3 separate regions of the Sus scrofa genome follow, and all the other regions are linked to region 1. The links are chromatin contacts, called in public HiChIP or PLAC-seq maps. All regions are on one chromosome and are shown on one strand. The core of a region is the stretch at or near the end of the contact, and the rest is flanking DNA. Distances in the headings are between cores, read along the strand shown.

Region 1 (4,540 bases), core at 1,421-3,920:
AAGAGGACTTGGGAAAAAAGTGTTGGCCCCAATCCCATGGGTTGCCATGGTAACCAGTGAAAGATAGTCCGATGAAAAAAATATGTAGAAGAGGCTGAGTCTATAACCCCTCCCAGGAAAGGAGTTCCACATTGCTTCTGCTTTGGACAGTCTAGTCCAGTCTGTTTGGTTCCTGAGTCGGCACCAGTTCTGAAAGAGACAAGAGAAGGTATGTGATTCTTGACCAGCAAGGTTCAGATGATACACGAGGGGGTGGGGTCCTCTTCCAGAAAGACAAACTTATGCTAATTAACAAAAGTGGCCAAGAGGATCTTGGGGTCATTGGGTATTTAGAGGGATAGGCAAAGGCTCTTTGGGAAAAGAAATTGAACGCACTAAATCCCTCTGTCCACCTGAGACATGGACGCACTTCCCACAGCCAACGTCCTCATGTCTCACATTTCAGAACTCAAAGCATTCTAGGTGGTAGAGACAGTGTAATCACTGTACCCTTTATTCCTCCTCTTGAAGACCACTCTCATTTGAAGGGACTTGCTTATACCAGAAAGATGGAGGCGTTCTGACCACATTCCTTGGAAATGGTGTGAAAACGGTCAGTCACATCCTCAGCTAAGCTGGAGTCTTGGCTGTGAAAAAAGTGGTCCCTGAAGTAGAGGAACAAGGACCCAGCCAGTAGGAGAGGCCACATCCTCAGTGACCCAGCACAAAGGGCCTCAGAAGGTCCGCCTGTCTCCAAAATGACCTACTGTGCCCGATTCTTGCGGAGTGATCTTCAAGCTCCGGAGTCTTCTTGTCACAGTTATCAACCTTTCTCTGACCAACACGTTTTCTTTGGGACTGGGGTTTCCTCCGAGTTCAAGTATCCAGTCCTTAATTATCGGCATCCTTCCTTTGAATGGTCCCATTTACAAAGCCTAATAAATCAAAACTGTGGTGCCCCGATCTGACGCCATCACATCCCGATAAACCACCTAAAGACTCCCTCGTGTTCAGAGTTTCCGGTGCGGTAAAATGAGATTACCTTCTTTCCTGGTTTTCCAACTTCACGTTTGAAAATGAATTCCTCCGAGAGGGATTTTGGAAACATGAAAAAACACACAAGTATTTCCCTGTCCTAGTTTTATTTCTTGATTGGCCGCAACAAGAAATGTTCAAAAATGTACATAGCAACCTGTTCTGACAATTCCCTTTATCTGTGGGGGTCAACCCCAGTACACATTGAGATCACCTGAGGAACTCTTAAATAGTAGTGCCAGTGTCCCAGCCCCAGTGGTACTGATTCAATTGGTCTGAGTTGGAACCCAGGCAACAATAGTTTTTAGATTTCCCCCAGATGATGGTTGTGATGAACAGCTATGACTAAGAACCAATGCTAACTTCACAAACACTGCTGGACTGGATCCATTTCTATGAGTCCAAGTTCTTTGTTCAACTCAGAGGAGGGTGGCTCAGAGGAGATGTTTCCTTGATTCATGAGCTGCTCTTGCCTGTCACGTACATTTTCTTCATAATTGACTAAGACGTGCTCTGACTCATTTCAAAAGTCAAAGAAAGCCTAAATTCTACTTTTAAGTAGATCTGAACAACTTCACGATCTCTATGCTCTTGCATGTGAAAAGTGCATTTTACGTTACAGGTCCTTTTTTCTTACAGAATCTCATTCCATCCTCAGCATAGTCCTCAGATAAACAAGTCAGATGTTATTCTCCCCCTTTATAAAATTTATTTATTTATGTATTTATCTATTTGGTCTTTTTAGGACCCATCCCACAGCATATGGAAGTTCCCACGCCAGGGATGGAATCGGAGCTACAGCAGGTGGTCTACACCACAGCCACAGCAATGTGGGATCCGAGCTGAATCTTCGAAATACACCATAGCTCATGGCAAGGCCGGATCCTTAACCCACTGAGCAAGGCCAAAGATCAAACCCACATCCTCATGGATACTAGTCAGGTTCATTACCACTGAGCCACAATGGGAACTCTTATTCTCTCCTTTTAAAAAGGAGGAGCTCATTGCCTTGAAGGGAGGGAGTCATTTCTCTAGGCTCACACCAAGGGAAAATGGCAGGATCAAGTCTAGAATCAGGTCTCATCTTCTTTGCACCACCAATGCTGCCCACAGCTGAGTGTGCTCCCCAATCCTATTGACCCAGAATACCACCCGACTTCCTTTGCCTTCTGAAGTGCTTCTCAATCCCAAGGTGCCTCAAATCACCTGGGGATCTTGTTACAAATGTAGAATCTGAGTCACTAGGTTTGGGGTGGGGACTAAGAGTCTGCATTTTGAATCTGCTCCCACTGACACCGATGCAACTAGGAACCACACTTTGAGGAGCAAAGTCATAACAAAATCACAGCATATGTCCCTTCAAATCATACTGAAGGAAAAAAAAATTAAACTGAGCTTCACTCCTCTCCTGGATGCTCAGGAGACAACACACATTTATTGAAGAAAATCCTTCAGCTCCTTGGCCGTTGTCTCTAGAATACATGTTATTCTTTTGGCAGCCAAATCATCATTGCGCTCATGTCTGGGAATCGGATCAACAGCTGGAGTTGCAGCAGCCACTGGCTAAAATTTCCCTTCCCCCCATCTCTTTCTCTGCTGCTGCTGCTCTGCTTCCAGTTCTCAGGCCAGCAGGATAGGCCCACTGGGACCAGAGGGCCATCTGGCCATGCAGCTGGCCTGGGTTTCTGAGTCTGAGAACACAATGGCGATTCAGTGCTGCAATCCAAGTCCTTAGATGACATCTTTAGTTCCTGGAAATAAACTCCGAGGAACAGTTATTGACAAAGGGTTATGGCTTGAAATCCATTAAAATAATGTTATATTGGCATTGATGAAGATGCTCTTTTTCAGTCTATTCTTACCCTTAAAGTAGCCTAATTATTAAATACCTTTCCCTTGGCAATATGTAAGAATGCCCTGGTGATCACAAAGAACCAGGACCCAAAGGCTTAGGTTTAGTTCCATTTCTGCTGTGGACTAGACAACTTGGAGCACATATTATTAGCTTTCTATCCTTTAGAAAAGTAAATGATAAAACTATAGGCTCTTCAACAATCTTTCTTAGCACTAATACTCTTTGAGACAGGGGTTGTATCTTCACAAATTAGTAGGAGAAATGATCTTAAAGAAATTTCATCTCTCTTCCCTCTATTTACCCATTTACCCCCCAAAAAACTATCTTACATTCTGATTGCCCCACAAGCCATTTGATCATAGCTTGCTATATTGTGGAGCCACCCCATATTAAACAGTCATTTTTTAAGAATTACCCATTTGTATGTAAATACAATTTTAAAAGAAACCATTGAACATGTGCAGCTCTGTCTTAACACAGAGACCCTCTCAATCCCATTTGAATTGGATTCTTCTTTCCTCCCTCTATTTGCTCTCTTACATTCCCTGCCATTCTGATGAGTGTGTACATTTACAATCATAAGAATTTTAAATAATCATATTTTTAAATAATAATGATGTATTCCCTTCACTTCTTTCTAATCTCTGCACCCCCATGGTCTCATAACTTGCCTTTGCTCTTCTTTGCCGCAGGGAAAGAATGTGCCAGAGGAAAAGGCAGAACTACTCCCATGGGTTTTCTCCCTTTTGTTTAACAGGAGACCTCCACATAAGGGAGGTTCTCAAAGAAGCCTGAACTGAGGATTTCCTTCAGCCCCTAAAGAGATTCCCCCAAGGGTCAGGAAGAGAGAGGTCAGGGAGCAGAGGGTACCTATGTCTCATTCCTGGTAACATCACCTGGAAGATAGCCAGACCACAGAGAGGGAAGGGAATGGCTGTAGGGTACATACCAGCCAATGGGACCAGAGCCAGCTTCATTCAAGACACCTCTGCCCAAGCTGAACATGTATGGGCCTGAGACCCACTATTCCTGGAGGGTGAAGAAGACCCAAAAAACTGGAATGGGACAGGTGTGGGAAGACCTAATGACAGCTTACCCCAGCAACTTAACATTGCACAAGATCCAGAAATGTGACACAATCCTGGGTAGAGATGGGGAAACCCCAGAAGGGATTGAGGTTAAATTTTCTTTCCACTAACCTAGCAGAATGCAGCTTGCAGTCAGAAATCAAAATCTGAAATTGAAGTACTAAAACAAAGAAAATGAACTGAAATACATTATCCCTCCCTAAAATTCATATCTGCTCCATCCACATGGAGTTGTAGCGCATAGTTTTGCATGATCAACTCCAGTAGGAATCAACACTTAAAAATAGTGGAGAATCTAAGATACTGTTCATTAACTGTTCCTTGAGTGCTAAGCATCCTTGAAGTACCTAGAGCCATGCATGACATACAGCAGCTTCTATGAATATTGCTTGCTGGCTGGCTGGTTGCCTGAATGACCAGCATATTTAATAAAACACGGAATCAACTCCCTTCCTTTCTTTTATTGTGCCAGTTTGAATACAGAAAGACAGAAGACTATTTGGATCAGTAAAATGTGAGCTAAGAGTGGGCCCTTAATAATAGCCTTTACCAGATCCATTTCTGCAGAGTACTCCAAATATCC
Region 2 (4,540 bases), core at 607-3,106, 110 kb after region 1:
CAAACAGTGTTTTGCCCCTCAATGAATTAATTTATTAATGTTAGCTTGGGCATCATTTTGCCATAGTCAGATATTAAAATATAGTTGAGAAACTTGTTATTGTAGTTACAGTAAAGATGGTAAAGATGGTGTCAAAAAGTATTCACGGACCTGCCCTATGATCATCCAGAGTTATTACTGTTCCCCTCATAAAGAGCAGTAGGTGGAAATCAGCCTGAGGTTGATCTCAGCTGCTCTTACACCTGGGCCACAGGACAATCTTCAGAATGAACTTCAGCACTGCCTACGGAACATACGTTTGGAAGTCAGAGCATCTGACCCAAGAATAAAACCCAGGCCATGACTCCCTAAATAAACTTTAGCCATCACATCTTTGGAAAGAGCCTCAAGTACATTTTGGGGGATAGAAGAGAAGCAGATGATGACAGGGAGTAAACACACATTCATGATGGTTGGGAACCTTGAAACAGAACTAGGAGCTGGATTGTTGCTTTTTAACAATGGATATATCTGCAGGCTGAAGGTCAACCTGGATAATGAAGTTAAGAGAATCTGGATACAGAGTGACAGGGAAAAGGGGATAATACTAATAATTATTATTATTATAACAATAGTTACCTCCTAGAGGAATAAGAGCTAAATGAGCTAATACATGTAAAGCTTTTGTCTAACACATGGTAAACCTTGCGCAAACGATTATTACTCTTATTTACAAGGTTCAAGTCTGCCTTTAGCATTAGCCAAAATGAGCTGGACTTAATATATCATTCAAAGAGCTCCATTTTGGAAGATATATATATATATATCATATATATGTATTTATATGTATGACTGGCTCACTTTGCTGTGCAGCAGAAATCGGCACAATATTATAAATCAACTATGCTTTAGTAATAATTTTAAAAAAGGGTCAAGACATTCAATTAAGCATATAAGAGGAAAAAGAAAAGAAAGGAAGGAAGGAGGAGAGAGGAACAGAGAAAGAAAATTAAGAAGTAAATAAGGAAATAAAATTCAGAGCCTAAATTTAAAGTTAAAAGATTATCTTACAAGGTCTGGCACTTGTCTTGATATGAGTCCCTCTAAAATTGTGCCATACGACTCCACTAAGTTCAGTCAAAGGACATATATTTTAAACCAGTGCTTCCCAGTCAGAGGGCAGAAAATTCCCCAAGAGCTTGGGGAACTATGCCAATGGGTGCCCAATCCACAGATACAAGTGTGGTTAACTTTCTCTGATGTAGCATCAATTACAAAGATGCTGTTGACAAGTATATTCATATAAATTATCTTTGAAGAAATTTTTAGACAAATTTGTTTCAAAGTACTACCAAATTCTTAGAAGCTTCTTGTTATTACTCCTCAAGCAAAAGATACCGTTCTGTGGAAAAGGTGATAAAGAGATAATGTCACAAGAGGGAGAAGCTTAAAAGACAGTCATACTTTTATTTCCAATAATGGCAGGATGAGTTTTTAGATCAACCCTGTTACTAAAAATAAATAGAGCTATGTAGTTATCATGTTATGGACTTCCTTAATGGGCTTTTTTAAACACTTGAGACACCATAATGGATATGGTCCATATTCAAAGAATCCGCAAAGAACATACAGATTGGGAACTAACATAGCTGCAGAGGTGACACAGAAAAATAAAAGTGGGATAAGTTTCATCTGTAAAGTCTTTTAGAAAGACCTGAATTTTGAGCTATTCTTGGAAAAATATGAATTGCCAGAATGATGTGGGGAAGGCATTTCAGGTCCAAGCCCAGCAATTTTCCAGAGGACGAAATCTGAGTCCTGTGTATGGACAGCAAGGGAATGGACTTGGCTAGAACAGAAGGACCCTAATGATCTTGAACAGAAAAATCTACGTTTCTATTGAAAAGGATCGTGGCTGGCACTTCCACATGATCCCAGCACAGAACCCAGCACAGGCCATTTTCTGAATAGTTAATAAACACATTTTGGCTGGTTGATTGATTTAATCTGACTCCAATGCAACACATATTTTATCCAGCTCTTACGCTAATGAGAAATGAAGCCAAAGAGAAAGGAGGGGGTTGGAGGGGTGAATCATCATGTGGAAGGGAATAACACTGGCCATCAATTCCAAGAAACTGGAAAACTGAAACTAACCTCTCTGAACAAACTCTTCCTGGTATTCCTGTTTATTTGGGTCTGTCAGGAGATATACAGAAAAATTCCCCCAAGATCCTGAATTGGAAAGATAGGAGTGACTTCAGTGGAGATACTATTCAGCTGGTTTGCTTTTTGTGTCCCTTGGCTTGCTTCGAGAGTGTGCCTGCTTGTCCTTTCTGCAGGCTACTTTCCTACAGGATAAAGAAGGGTGGCGGGGCAATCAATTCATTATTTGAACTGGCTCGTGGAGATGCTACCCCTTTTCCTTTATTCAACTGAAGGATTGTTTCCTGAGCAATTGATTCATGGTCATAAAATAAGCCAACAGTGTGTTTACCACTAGTCTTTACATTAAATATGAAAATATTTAGATTTGCGTCATCTGTCTCTGTGGCTCTGCATAAAATGGGATTCTTTTGGGTTCTTTTTTCTTTGTCTTTTTAGGGCCACACCCGTGGCATATGGATGTTCCCAGGCTAGGGGTCGAATGGGAGCTACAGCCACCAGCCTGCACCACAGCCACAGCAATGCCAGATCCTTAACCCACTGAGCAAGGCCAGGGATCAAACCCCTGTTGCCATGGTTACTAGTTGGATTGTTAACCACTCAGCCACAACGGGAACTCCCAAAATGAGATTCTTTGGAGGAATCTCCAAATGAATAAGCTAATAAACTAATAAATGACAACAGTATCTTTCATTTGGAAATCCATCTTGATCCTTGCTTTCCTGCAGAAATTCACAATTCCCAAGAATATCGGTTTGAATATTCACACTGTAGTGTCTAATAAAGATTGAAAACCACACAGCAGGAAAAGTGTCATGGCTACAGAGACCATTTTTCTAGATCTTCTCTTTGTCATAAAGACAGATCATCTATGTTATTAAATAAATAAATAAATAAATAAATGGAAATGTCCCAGAATAATCAGCCTCTGGAGGTTATGCAAATTGTTGGGTTAGCTTTAAGATTCAACACTTTTTTCCTCCAGTATACACCAGGGTCCCATGAATTGTTACGGGGTTTTCCATACTAAGGAAAATTTCAAAGTTTCAGATGAAAAACTTCCAATTAAACAAATGCACTATGTCACTGGAAATAAGAGCATCTGTAAATACTTTACAAAATGATTTTCTTTGTTCAGCAGAGGAAGGCCAGATGATGCAATATCTAACTTCCAGCTGCGTGCCCCTCCTCTGGTAATTCAGCTTCTATTAGTGCCATTTGAGAGACCCCTGGCCACTTACTGTGCAATTTTGATGATGCGCTTAAACTCCATTCTTCATCTCATCACTTATGAGGAAGAGAGGACAGAAATTGTTCGAGAATGCATGCGTGTCCATAAAGCAACAGCAAGATGGTTATCCTTCTCTTGGGCATTCTTTTTTAAACACAAACAGCCCCAAAGGAAGAGGGAAATCAGTCAGACACCTTGGGGTATTCAGAGTGAAGGAAATCCTTCCACAGGATGAAGTTATACATCCCACAGAAAGTACATAAACAGCATTACAAGCTGGATATGGTTGTGATTTCTCTGAAGTTTTCCATTTTCCAAGCTTTGAAAACCATTCATCGTTTTAGTGTGCCAAAATACTTTAACTAATAGGTTGGCTGCCTTTAGGAGGTTAAAAGACAGGCAGAGAAAAATTCCCTAAATAGAACACTATGGAAATATTTTAGTTGATTTAAACATATTCTTAGCACTTAGAATTGATAATATGAACAGAGCCAGATGTTAAACGGTAAATTATGAAAATCAGAGTGTTGAACTGAAATAGCTGTTAAATCAGCCATTTAGTGGATGGAGGGTGGAGGAGTGGCACAGTTAATTGCTTGTATTGTGAAGAAGAAAACAAAACAAATGCCTGATAAGATTTTTAATTTTTCAACCTTGTCTGCAGTCTGAATCCAGAGGACTGGACTCTTCCCTACTTTCTAAAACTTTGCCCCAAGATTGATGTCCTGTGTTCCAGTATAATGAAAAAACATTTTTTTTAAGATTTATGACTTGGAAATCTCTCATGCGGACCTTCAAAGGTGTCGTATGTACGACCATGGTTTTGGGGTTGTGGATTAGACTCTCAGATGATGCCCAGTACTTTTCCTCTCCCCTCTCCCATGTGCTCTCTGAACTATATCCCATCACATGCTCCAACACCAAGCCCCCCAAATTAACCATTATTTGACCCAAAGAGCCAGGTGGGGTTTTGTTTGGTTTTTGTCTGTTTTCAAAAGCTGGACATATCCTGTGTTCGGCAGCTATGGGAGAAGCTGAAGGAACTCTCTGATCTAGCCACCAACTTCTCCCCTGGTGTCCATCACCCCTATGCCCCTCCAGGTCATGACGACCACTGGCGTGTTTAGAATTCTCAGATGGAGAAAGAACTTCAAAGCATGAATT
Region 3 (4,540 bases), core at 1,391-3,890, 70 kb after region 1:
AAATTTGGAGGGCAATGGAAATACTCTACATAGTAGCATAATAATGGGTACATGTCATTACACGTTTGGCCTAACCCATGGAATAAATACCAAGGATGGGCCCTAAGGTAAGCTGTGGGTTTGGATAATAATGATGTGTCCACACAGGTTCATTGGTGAAATAAATGTACCCCACTGGTGGGGGATGCTGATAATAGGGAAGCTATATATGTTGGGGGAGGAATATGTGGGAACTCTCTGTCCTTCCTCTTAATTTTGCTACAAACCTAAAACTGCTCTAATAAATAGTCTTTTAAAAAATTAATGGGTCAGAAGTTCCCATGGTGGCTCAGTGGTAACGAACTCAACAAGTATCCATAAGGATGCAGGTTTGATCCCTGCCCCTGCTTAGTGGGTTAAGGATCCAGCACTGCCACGAGCTGCAGTGTAGGTTGCAGATGCAGCTCAGTCTGGCATTGCCATGGTTACAGCACAGGCCGGCAGCTGGAAACGTCCACATGCCACAGATGCAGCTCTAAAAAGAAGAAAAAAAAATTAGTGGATCCCTCATTCCTCATGAGAGGTTTTAAGAACTGAAGCTCTCCCATTTGGAAGTTTCTAGAAAGAGAATCCCATGTACAAATCATAGATCTCCATCAATGAAAGATGTCTTCCAATCCAGTACCATAGCCCACCAATAATATAGAGTTCTAAAGAGGGGGAAGAAAAAGCAAACCTCCCTTAAAGGAGATATTTAGATGAATCTAAAAGTTCCTAGTACAGTAAATCTTAATCAATTATATTTGAAATTGTTCTCCTGGTAGCCAGGATTTTCAAAGGTAAGGAATAAAATATCTCCTTTCTATCACGGTTACTACTAGTACTTTTTGTTTTTGTCTGGTTTGGTTATTAATAATCTATGTATAAGGAAGTTTTGATCTTCTTTCTTGGGGAGGGGCTGTTGGTATAGTTTAGTTCATATCATGGACAGTCATCATTCCTTTTGGCTGCCTGCCATGTCAACATCCTGCCTATATTTGAAGAGTTGCCTTTCTAACAAGTCTTCAAGGGAGGCAGAGCCCACTTGCCCCTATAAATACTGAAATGCCAGGTATTTCCTTTCCAGGCATCCCCGGCAAGTGTTGATAGTCCCAGGATCCAGGACTCACCAATCAGAGGCAACCACTGTGGAGTGTGAATCAGCTGCTAGTGGCACAAAGAAGCCACTCTGAAGACTCTCTCCAGAGGTGGTGGCATTCTTGGCAAGATGGTGTTTCCATGGCAGCACTGATTGCAAGTTGTTCCCATCCCGTACCTGGAGCAGAAGTGCTGCTGCATCAGAGACAGAGCATAGCGTCTGGCAAGGGCAGTGGCAGTGTGGCACTGTGTGGCACAGGTGTGGTTATTTTGCCCTGCTCCTGTAGCTCTAAGCCCGATTCTACTATTTTGCCAGCAACCCGACAAGCAACCCAATGTCATTTTAATAAATCATATCTGTTTGCATTGCCTTCAACTAAGAATTCTGACAGATTCTGAGAGCCTAAGCAGATGATAAAGATTCAGAAAGCTGGTGCTGGGCTTGTCCCACTTCTGGGGAGTCCTAGGCCAGTAGCGATATTTCCTTCTTTTCAGACTTAAGACCAGAGAGCCAGCCACCTAAGGGAGGCTTTTAACATCTCAGCCTGCAAGTACATGTTCGGTGGAGCATAAAAGAAATCAGATCAAAGCAATGAACTGTACTGTACTGAATGGGGAAGTGTCAAGAGACAGCAAGCAATAGGCCCCCGTGAACTGTGAATATTTGAAACCACAAATTGAAAAGCTGTGCTCCCTTGGGTCTTTCTCTTGGTCTGTTTTGAATAAGACTCCCATTTCTGTTAAGGTAACTCCAGAGATATGCAAATAAGTGGTTCAGACTATTTACTTTTAAAAAATTAATCAACAAAATTTTAGCAGGGATGTATCACATATAGAGTACAAGTGGGGATTGTGAAGGATCCAGAAATGAATTGGATGCAGGCATCAACAACTATATATTTATAAAAATGTCATGCTATGTGCACACCCAGTACTCCAATTAATTCCAAGTGTTACATGCTTTCAATACTTCCTATAATAAATATTTTTCATTACCAAGGTAATATTGCTTTAAAAAAAAAACAATTCCAACATGCATAAATAGAGTTTATTTTCCTATGTAAATCAAAAATATTTATACAATCTTTTATGCACTTTTATGCACTAAAATAATAAAATCCCAAACATTCTGGAAAAAATCTAGAATTCTAGATATAGAAAACTATCTCTCCCATAGATTACAAACATTAGATGTACCTATTCTTTAAAATATTTGTTTCTATGAGAATTCAGAAAAACTCTTCTTCAAGATTCCTCAGGGAGCGTCTTTGGAGTGACATCATGAACTCTGATGTAGTTGTGTGAATGCCAGATAAAATAGAAAGAAATAATTTTGCTTAACACACAGCTTTGGGAGTATACTGTGGAGTCAGATTTCAGTGTGGTCTGTTTCAAGTTAGACATCCTTCCAATAACAGGAATGAGAATAAATAAGATTTCACTGCAGGCCCCGGGAGGATGTCCCCCTGGGACAGGGGCCATCCTGGCACACACATACAACACTCACAGCAGTACCAGATACAGTGTGTTCCCAGGAACATACAGCTGTCCTCTGGCCCCACATTCTCCATCCCACTGAGTAGTGTCAATATCCTGCTGCACCAAGAAAGCCAGGACAAGACCTACTGCTGCCCCAGAGAAAGCCCAGGGTCCAGATCAAGTCCATGGACACATGCTGCTGTCACCCTGGGGCTTCAGATCCCAGGACTCCACACAGGGACCCGCGTATTTGGTGTCCCTCTCTTTTGCAGCTTGCCTACTCCTGCCTCTCCCCTGTGGGTCCACTTGCTGCCATGCCCCAAACAGGGAACTCCCACGGAAGAGAAGACATAAAAACTCAATTTTCCATGTTCTTTGTCCTATGATCTAGGTCTTTGGGGCAACAGTGTAGATCTCCCTTTCTGGAAATCAGTGTGGACATTCCCTACAGTCCACACAGCTGCTCAGTCATCAGTGCCCCACATCCAAGATATTCTGGCAGAATTCACAGAAAACTTCTTAAGTCAACATCAAAATCTTTCAAGACTTCATGCTCATTTTTTGCTCAGAAAGTAACCCCGCAGTCTCATCCACATGAGAACAAGAGGACCAGCTAAAGCTGAACACGATCCATGTTGGACATTGTGATAGAATAATAAATATACTTGCTCTTTGTCCCTGGTTCCTGGCACAGAACTCCTAAAACCCTTGGAATTTCCTGATAGGAGTGTCTTGTTTTATTCATCATGAGCCCTTTTCAATCACACCTGAGTTTATGCTAATAAAGTGACTTAGGGTAGGGCCACTCAATAGCCTTAGGGTGGAGCTGATCATAGGAGAAACCAGGTGATCAGACAGTTGGACCTTTCAGTCCCACTCACCAATCTTGGAGGAAGGGAGGGAGGGACTGGAAATAAGGTCTTAAGAATCCTTGAGCAAGGAGATTGGGAGAGCTTCTGGCTGGTAAATACATCCATGCATCAGAGAAGGCAGAGCGCCTGCAGATGGTGTAGGCATTGCTGGTTCCATACCCCACTCATCTCACAACTTGCCCTTTGCCTTTCTTCCATGTGGTTGTTCCTGATTTGTATCCTTTATAGCAAATCTGTAAATATAAGCAAAGTTTTCCTGGATCTGTGAGCCATTCTGGCAAATTGCCAAACCTGGTTGTCAGGGGGCGGGGGGGGGGGCAGTGGTCATAGGAACCCTCCAATTTAGAGCTAGTTAACCAGGTAGCCTGGAACTTGAAACTGGCATCTGGAGAGGGTGCAGTTCTTTAACCTGGGGATCTGATGCTACTCCAGGTATATAGTGTCAAGAGTTGAGGTGAATTATAGACATCCAGCTGGTGTCAGAGAATTGGTTGGAGTCAGAGAAAATACCCCATGGACATCCATGACTCACTCTGGGAAAGATGTGGTCACTTGGACCTTAGGAGACATGGCCTATAAATGCCAAAGCTGATGAGTGCCTTCTTTTCCAGAATCTAGTTTATTTTGCTATTCCTTTGCCAATGAAAAAAAGTTAAATGTAAGCTCTCCCAGAGGCCACAAACCAATAAATCATAGCCTAGCTCTTAAGGGATAAGATATATTCGTCTACTTGGGCTGCCATAGCAGAATAGTCTGGGGGGCTTAAACAACAGGAATTTATTTTCTCAAAGTTCTGGAAACCACAAGATCAAGGTGCCAGCAGGATTGGTATCTGGTGAGACCTCTCTCCTTGGGTTGAAGATGGCCACCTTCCACCCTGTCCTCACAAGGCCTTTCTTCTGGGTATAGAGAGGGAGAGCGATTTAGTGTCTCTCTCTTCTTATCAGGGCAACAGTCCTATGGGATCAGGATCTCATTTAACCATTAATTCTCCAAAGTCCTTATCCTCCACATACAGTCACACTGGAGCTTCAGGTTTCATCACATGAATTTTAGGGGGACACATTTAGCCC

Evidence for each region. HiChIP or PLAC-seq counts read pairs in DNA pulled down with a chosen protein or histone mark.
Region 2: an H3K27ac HiChIP or PLAC-seq map of skeletal muscle shows a contact between it and region 1. The contact joins two enhancer-like sites. A contact is called at or near these places in 3 of 47 Hi-C or Micro-C datasets (embryonic fibroblasts, heart right ventricle and skeletal muscle) and 1 of 2 datasets of contacts at active chromatin or transcription factors (skeletal muscle).
Region 3: an H3K27ac HiChIP or PLAC-seq map of skeletal muscle shows a contact between it and region 1. The contact joins two enhancer-like sites. A contact is called at or near these places in 14 of 47 Hi-C or Micro-C datasets (adipose tissue, embryonic fibroblasts, epiblast stem cells and 8 more) and 2 of 2 datasets of contacts at active chromatin or transcription factors (alveolar macrophages and skeletal muscle).

What each region holds. Positions count from the first base shown.
Region 1 is chr15:107,306,346-107,310,885 of Sscrofa11.1, reverse strand. No RefSeq gene overlaps it. Among named protein-coding and RNA genes, the nearest start is that of CTLA4, 26 kb to the right of the region's middle. Within about 2 kb of position 2,670, at least 16 of the 83 cell types and tissues checked have an H3K27ac peak or open chromatin away from gene starts, as enhancers often do. A contact at or near this core is called in adipose tissue, fetal skeletal muscle, retroperitoneal adipose tissue and 1 more, where this site is marked.
Region 2 is chr15:107,197,222-107,201,761 of Sscrofa11.1, reverse strand. No RefSeq gene overlaps it. Among named protein-coding and RNA genes, the nearest start is that of CD28, 71 kb to the right of the region's middle. Within about 2 kb of position 1,856, at least 14 of the 83 cell types and tissues checked have an H3K27ac peak or open chromatin away from gene starts, as enhancers often do. A contact at or near this core is called in skeletal muscle, where this site is marked.
Region 3 is chr15:107,236,006-107,240,545 of Sscrofa11.1, reverse strand. No RefSeq gene overlaps it. Among named protein-coding and RNA genes, the nearest start is that of CTLA4, 45 kb to the left of the region's middle. Within about 2 kb of position 2,640, at least 17 of the 83 cell types and tissues checked have an H3K27ac peak or open chromatin away from gene starts, as enhancers often do. A contact at or near this core is called in adipose tissue, fetal skeletal muscle, retroperitoneal adipose tissue and 1 more, where this site is marked.